2 separate regions of the Mus musculus genome follow, and region 2 is linked to region 1. Evidence: chromatin contacts called from public HiChIP or PLAC-seq data. All regions are on one chromosome and are shown on one strand. Each heading gives the region's core, a stretch centred on a gene start, on an enhancer-like site or on the middle of the called end of the contact. The rest is flanking DNA. Distances are from core to core; before and after follow the strand shown. Region 1 overlaps Med27 (mediator complex subunit 27). Region 2 has its middle 8.4 kb from the start of Gm30761.

Region 1 (3,566 bases), core at 449-2,948:
TTCCAGGACAGCCAGAGCTACACAGAGAAACCCTGTCTCGAAAAAAAAAAAATATATATATATATACAAATAAATAAACAAATAAAAAAGGGTTCTGAGGGAATCAAATTCAGGTCCCTTTACTAGCTAAGCTATCCGCTGCCTAATCTGTGTAATTTTAAGTTACATTGTTGTGGTTGCAGCAGTCTGATAAACAGAGCGGAACATTCACTGTAAAATGTGGGCTTAACTCCCAGCACGTCAACCACTCTCCTGTGACCCTAACTTATCATAAGCTCTGGGCTCAAAGCAACCCTGAGGTGGAGGCTGTCCTGAGCCCCAGTTTACACACCAGGAGACAGGATTGTTCAAAGTTACAAACCGGTGAAAAAGTAGACTGTGAACCCAGGCATCCTGGCCCCAAGGCCAACGCTTTAGTCCCATTTAGACACCATATCTCCCAAGTTTGAAAAGATGAAGAGCAGGCCCAAGCTTCACACTGCACAATGCTATGAGGTGTGTGGTGGTTTGAATAGGTTTGGCCCCTGTAGATTCATGAGTTTGAATGCTTGGCCTATCGGGAGTAGCACTATTATGAGGTGTGGCCTTGTTGGAGTAGATTTAGCTGTGTTGGAGGAAGTATGTCACTGTGTGGGTGGGCTTTGAGGTCTCCTATGCTCAAGCTCTGTCTAGTGTGGAATTCCAGTCTCCTCCTGGCTGCCCTCAGATCAAGATGGAGAACTCTTGGCTCCTCCAGCACTATATCTGGCTGCATGCTGCCATGCTCCCTGCCATGACAATAATGGACTAGCCCTCTGCAACTGTAAGCCAACCCTAGTTAAATGGTTTTGTTTTGTTATAAGAGTTGCCCTGGTCATGGTGTCTCTTTACAGCAATGGAAACCCTAACTAAGACAAGGTATTTCTTTAACTTTTACTTTACCCTTATCCTGTCCTTTTCCTATCTACCTTAAAATAATCAAGACAATTTGCCTTCTGTTTATATCCCCAAAGTAGTTTTAAAAACAACAACAACCTTAATATGCATTATCCTTCAGCAAGCCTCCCCTGAGTGGAATGCATAAACCAAAGACAGATCTCCTACAGCTGTCAGAGACCCCCAACCCACCAACAAATGAGGACCTACCACGGTTCCCCGTTTCTGTCTCTCAAAACTGTGGATATGAAATGCCACTTTCCCAGTGGGAGTTGTCCTTGTTGGTTTGTTTTCTTCTGATGAGCTTTGGTGGACACCAGAAATACAAGGACAAACAGCATGGCACGGTCCCCAGTCCTGGTCCAGTACCTAGAGCTCAACTGAGTCAGGTCATAATAGCATCATCATGGGGAGAGCAGGTAGCAAAAGCTCACAGAGGGGCATCTCACCCCAGCTGTGGGGTCAGAATTTTCCCAGTGTATGATTCTAAACAAACACACAAGAGAGGAACCATGAGTCAAGCAAAAAAAAAAAAAAAAAAGGAATTGGAGTCCACTGAAGCAGAGCATGGGACATCAGGGTGCTTATGGGCACCACAGGGTGACCAGGCACCAAGCTGGAGCACAACTGAGACAGTCCGGGACTGTCAGTGCACAAGAAGTCCTTAGCCAATCTTATTAGCAGAGCTATATTACCAAACCTATGTTCTGAAAGACCACTCTGCTGCAGTGTGGGGTAGACAGGAAAGTCAGGGAGGCTGGTAGAGACTGCTAACAAGCAGTAGTGCCTTGCTCCTGGCAGCAAACACTTCCTGTGCCTGCCTTCTGAGGCTCTCTGAGAAGCACACTGAGGCCACAGAAAACCGCAGACACTGTCAATGTTCCCCTAGGAGCAAGGTGAAGGGGAGATTGGGCAGAGGAGCTTCTGCTTCCCGGGGCCCCCAAGGCTGTGACACTGCTCCTGGAAAGCGAGACATGCCATGCCTACAATAGTTAAGCAACTGGGAAAGATGCTCCTCTCCTAGGGGGAGGTCACAACAGGAAAGGCACCGTCCCCAGGAGAGAGAGAGACACATCTGCTAGGAAATGACTACATTTGAGCTTCATGGGCAGACGTCCCCAAGTACACTGTTGTGGCCAAGGATCCCTGCGAGCTGCTGGCAGGACACTGTGGTTGCTCTGTCTGTGAAAACACCACAGTCCCAATGTCTGAGTGCACACACACAGAACCAACACAGCTGCTCTGTTAAAAGCAAAGGGCTGAGAGTGGAGGCCGCCACACCCACTGCTGGCTTTCTAGGTTGCTATTTTTTTTAAATTTTGTTATCCCACTGTGATAGTTTAAATGAGATGTCCCCTATAAGCCTTAGGCATTTAATGCCTGGTATCCAACTGGAGGCTGTTAGAAGAAGATTAGGAGGTGTGGTCTTGCTAGAAGTATGTCATAGGGGCAGGCTTTAGAGTTTCAAAAAACATAGGCCATTCTAAATTAGCCCTTTCTGTTTCCTGTCTGCAATTCTAGCTGTGAGCTCTCAGCTGCTGCTCCAGGTACCTGCCTTCATATCACCATCCTGGACCATAACCCTCTGGAAGCCCCAATAAACCCTTCCTTCTATAAATTGTCTTGGTCATGGTATTTTATCAAAGCAATAGAAAAATAATTAAGGCCGGGCATGGTGGCACATGCCTTTAATCCCAGCATTTGGGAGGCAGAGGCAGGCGGATTTCTGAGTTTGAGGCCAGCCTGGTCTACAAAGTGAGTTCCAGGACAGCCAGGGCTGCACAGAGAAACCCTGTCTTGAAAAACCAAAAAAAGAACAAAATAAGAAAAATAACTAAGACAGCCCCACCCGAGTCTGAGGGTCATTGAGGGAACACTGAGGGAAGGGAGGTAAAGAAAACTGAGACCTACTGAGTGCCTACAATGTGCCTATCCAGTGCTTGGTGCATTCCCTCCTGGAAAAGAAGTGTCTTCAGACTCACTCTGTGCAAGAAGACAGTGAAACTATCCCAGTGGTTTAAACAGGAAAGCACACTCCTGTTTATTTGGGGCTTCCAGAGGGTTATGGTCCAGGATGGTGGTATGAAGTTATGGTGGCAGGCACCTGGAGCAGCAGCTGAGAGCTCACAGCTAGAATTGCAACACAAAATCCTTCAATGGTGGCCCAACTGCTTCCTGTTCACTGGAGAGTCTGAGAGTCCAGTTTCTCTGGATGCTCAGAAGAGTCCAGCTTATCATAGAAGCTATGGATGACATGACATAGTGGCTTGAATTGATACATTCAATTCAAGGAAACAGGCTGAATTATAAAATGTAATTTTAGATGGGAAGGCAGGGCCAAGGAGATGCCTCAGTCAGTAAAGTGCTTGGCTTAGAAGCATGAGAACCTATGCTTCATGCCTAGAATTCACATTTGGAAAGGCAGAAATGGTAACTGTAATCCCAGTGCTGGAGAAGATTCCTGGGGCTTACTTGCCAGCCAGTGGGAGAAGCTCAAAAAGTGAACAGTGCCTGAGAAACAACACCCTCTGGCCTCCACACAGGGGCACACATGTACACATACAAGAACACAAACAACACACAACACATGCGCGCGCACACGAGCACACACTACACAACTAGTGAGGCAAACAAAGCTCCCTTGGGTAGAT
Region 2 (4,033 bases), core at 1,516-4,015, 190 kb before region 1:
GCGAAGCTTGTGGGGTAAAAATCTGTAGCTTTAGTGCTGAGGGTGGGGTGGAGACTGATGGATCCTGGGGCTCGATGGCCAGCTAGTGGTGGTTAATGAAAGACTTTGTCTCAAAAAACAAAGGTTGGGGCTGGCAAGATGGCTCAGTGGATAAGAGCACTGACTGCTCTTCCGAAGGTCCTGAGTTCAAATCCCAGCAACCACATGGTGGCTCACAACCACCCATAATGAGATCTGACACCCTCTTCTGGTGCGTCTGAAGACAGCTACAGTGTATTCATGTATAATAATAAATAAATCTTTAAAAAAAAAAAAAAAAAAAAAAAAAAACAAAGGTTGGCAGGATGGCTCAGCAGGTGAGGACAGTTGGGGCCATGCCTGATGACTGGCGTCCATCCCCAGGAGCCATATGGTGACAGAAAGGACCGGCTCCCACAAGTTCTCCTCTGACCTCTACACATGCACTAGGGCATACACTCGTGCACCCCTGTAAAAACAAAGTCTAAAATAAGGTAGAGACTAGTTAAGGAAGGCATGCCAGTGCAACCCTGGCCTCTTCACGCTGCCTGCTCAGGAACATATATGCCTTCATACAGGCATGCAACACACATGCACGCACACACACACACACACACACACACACACACACACACACACACGCACACACGGGTGGGGGAGGCAGACAGACTGATAGAGACAGAGACAGAGAAAGACAGAGAGACAGAGACACAAATACACACACACACACACACACACACACACACACACACACACACACACACACACAGAGAGAGAGAGAGAGAGAGAGAGAGAGAGAGAGAGAGAGAGAGAGAGAATACAAGGTCGAGACGCCCCAGAAAAAGTGCTTCACTCTTTGCTCCATGTGCGGTTGAGCCCTGGTTTGTGTATCAGAGTCAATACTTGGGTTGCGTGTCCCCATCCTGCTTGGCTCTCCAGGGATGAGGGTTCCCTGTCTTGGGGTGTAGCCTTAGGCAGGGCCTTAGAACTACAGACTTTGGCTGAAGCATGGAGCAGGATCCAAACTAATAAGAAGCACAAAAACGCATTTGATACTTGTTTGAGATGCTGTTTAGACATGATGACTTAGTACGTGGAGATCAGGCTCCCAAAACCAGCAAGAGTAGAACTGCCCAGAACCGCCCAGAACCGCCTCCTTTCCCTTCCTTCTCTCTCCTCCAGTTTTTGTTGTTGCTGTTGCTTTTTTTTCCTTCTGGAGTCTTGCTACATTGCTCAAGCTGGCTTTGAACTCTTGGCTTCCCAAATACAAGGAACTGTAGGATGCAGGACAGTGCCCATCCTATAGATTTAAAAGAGTAGTGTCTGCCTGTAATGGACTCAGGGTTGGGGGTCAAGGCTGATCGAAGATCCATCCAGTCTTCCTAAAGTGGCCCCACTAGCCACTGTCTGGCTAGGGACAGGTGCTGGGAGGGTGGGGGAGGGGGAACCCGACTCTGCCCCTGACTTTCTGACTGAAGCTTAGCCAGGGGTATTTTTCAAATAATTACGTTGTTCCTTTTTTTCATTTTTGTTTTGGTTGAGAACATTGATTTTTTTTCTCATAGTATAGATTTTTTTTGAAGCTGCAAAAGTAATACATACATCAATGTTTTATTGTTCTCCTCACTTTTCTGTATTTAAGGTTTTTTTTTTTTTCAATATTATGCATGTCTGAGTTGGGCATGGGGGCAGATCTCTGAGTTCAAGGCCAGCCTGGTTTACAGAGTGGATCCCAGGACAACCAGGACTATACAGAGAAACCCTGTCTTGAGGGGAAGAAGTGTGTGTGTGTTTCAAGCTCCCTAAACACACACACACACACATACACACACACACACAAACACACACACACACACACACACACACACACACACACACGAAAGCAGAGAAACACAGAGAAGCTTTCAGCTTTCAGCTTCTCTTTCAGAGGGGCTGGAGTGATGAGCCGTGGTTAAGAATCGTTGCTGCTCTTACGGAGGACCACAGTTCAGTTCCCAGCACCCAGGTAGATCACAACTGCCTATGACTGCAGCTGCAGGGGACCTGAGACTCTCTTCTGGCCTCCGTGGACAGCTGTTGCATATACATCCCCACACCCCCACACAAATGAAAATAAACCTTAAGAAAAGAAGGAAAATAGAAAAGAAAAGGCCAGAAGGCTGGGCATAGTTGTGGGCACCTTTAATCCCCGAACTCAGGAGATAGAAAGAGTGAAGCAGCAAGGGACCGTGAGTTACACCCAGCCTGGCAGCATTTTAAATTTCAGGCCAGTCAGGGCTATGTAGTGAGGCCCTGCCACAAACAAACAAACAAACAAGCAAACAAACAAACTGTACAAAAACAAAAAGGCAAAATAAACGTGAAAAGCTTCATCCCCCAGTCCCTGCATTCAGAGATCAGCTCATAGCCTGTTTTCTAGGCCCACGGCAGCACGAGCAGAGACAGCCTCCCAGAGTTAGCGAGTGTGGGAAGAGCATACAACATCAAACACAACATCAAACTTGTTTGCTTTTCTCAGATGAGATCTCATGTAGCCCAGGCTGGCCCTGAGCTCCTGCTTTCCTGCCTCTAACTCCCCAGTGCTGGGATTATAGGTGTAGACCACCTTGCCAGGCAAAGACGCACATTAACCTTACCTTAGCTCATGTTTTCTTGGCATTAAGCATGTGCACACTGTTGGCACCACCTTCTGTCTCCAGACCACTCTCACTTCCCCATTACTCACTGAGTCACACATCTACCCTCAGCCTCTGGGAGAGGCCATGGGCCGAGCCAGAGACACTTCACTGTGTGGTAACTGTAAGTATCACTGTGTCAAGAGTTGTAGACACCCAAAGCTACTCGATGTCACTGGGAGAAATGAATGTAAATTAAAGCAGAGGCATACCATGCTCATGAACAGGAAGGCTGCATATGCTCTTTACAGTCAATAGGTTTTTCCTTTTTTTAGAAAAATACCTTTATTTTTATGTATGCATGCAGTACCAACAGTAGCCAGAAGGGGGCTCCAGGTCTCCTGGAGCTGGAGTTAAAACCAATCATGAGCTGCCATGTGGGTACGGGGGAAACTGGGTCCTCTACAAAAGCAGCCAGTGCTCTAATCACTGAGCAGCCTTTCCAGCCCCAGGTTTTTCCTAGACTTTGATAAGCTGATTCAGAAAGGAAATGAGAACCAAATAGATCTCAAGGCTGCTGCTGCCACACCACCAGACTCAGACATGTTGTGAGGCCAATGCCACAAGGACATTGAGTGACTGGCAAACTGATCCACAGAACAAGAAGTAAATCCAGACGTAAAGCCCCCCCCCCAATCAACCCACCACTGTCAACTAAAATAGTATCAGCTAGGATAACCTCAGTGTCCTGGAGGCAGACCATCCCTAAACATACCTCAGAGATAAAGATGCCTGTGGAAGGATTAGAGGGTCTGAAAACCAAAGAGAAAACTGATGGGTGGAAATAGCTCAGATAATGGGAAGGTATCTGTGGTGAGACAGCACTAGCCATAGCAGAGAAAAGGTGTGTGGGGGGCTGCAGTGAGGCTGTCCATCAAAAGAGCCCAAAGCAAAAACATGGGGGTGGGGGCGGACAGTTCACAGAGGGAGAGATCCCAGAGTGGGAGCCTGCCTAGAGAAAGGGGCCAGGGGAAAAGGCACATGCCAAGAAAGGGCCCAAGGAGAGAGCCAGAGCGAGCCAGAGAATGACTGGGGGCGGGGGTGGGGAGAGTCAGAGAACATAGGAAGTGGGCCCAGGGAGGCTAGCTCTCAGTCATCCTTCACAAAACATTACGTTTTAGAAGTTAGTAAAAAAGATTTATGGAATGGAATGTTACAACAGGCTCCCAGGAAAAGCAAGTTTCACACCAAGTTGTACATAAAAAACAAACCAGAAACAACTGTCACAGTTACTGTTGTCAACTGGCAGGCTCCGGACTCCCGTCAGATGCAAGCCTCTGGGCGTGCCTGTAAGGGACATATTTATTGTTAATTGAAGTAGGGAGGCACACTCTAAAAGT

Evidence for each region. HiChIP or PLAC-seq counts read pairs in DNA pulled down with a chosen protein or histone mark.
Region 2: a contact with region 1 is called in a RAD21 HiChIP or PLAC-seq map of pro-B cells, with 2.6 times the contacts expected there. The contact joins two enhancer-like sites. A contact is called at or near these places in 1 of 15 datasets of contacts at CTCF or cohesin (pro-B cells), 8 of 484 Hi-C or Micro-C datasets (B cells, bone marrow-derived macrophages, embryonic somatosensory cortex and 5 more), 3 of 115 datasets of contacts at active chromatin or transcription factors (bone marrow-derived dendritic cells, embryonic stem cells and pancreatic cancer cells) and 5 of 9 other capture datasets (adipose tissue, embryonic stem cells, liver and 2 more).

The regions. Positions count from the first base shown.
Region 1 is chr2:29,363,678-29,367,243 of GRCm38.p6, reverse strand. The region is part of intron 2 of Med27 (mediator complex subunit 27); the gene reads right to left. Among named protein-coding and RNA genes, the nearest start is that of Med27, 19 kb to the right of the region's middle. Within about 2 kb of position 1,698, at least 30 of the 459 cell types and tissues checked have an H3K27ac peak or open chromatin away from gene starts, as enhancers often do. A contact at or near this core is called in pro-B cells, where this site is marked.
Region 2 is chr2:29,553,158-29,557,190 of GRCm38.p6, reverse strand. No RefSeq gene overlaps it. Among named protein-coding and RNA genes, the nearest start is that of Gm30761, 8.4 kb to the right of the region's middle. Within about 2 kb of position 2,765, at least 17 of the 459 cell types and tissues checked have an H3K27ac peak or open chromatin away from gene starts, as enhancers often do. A contact at or near this core is called in pro-B cells, where this site is marked.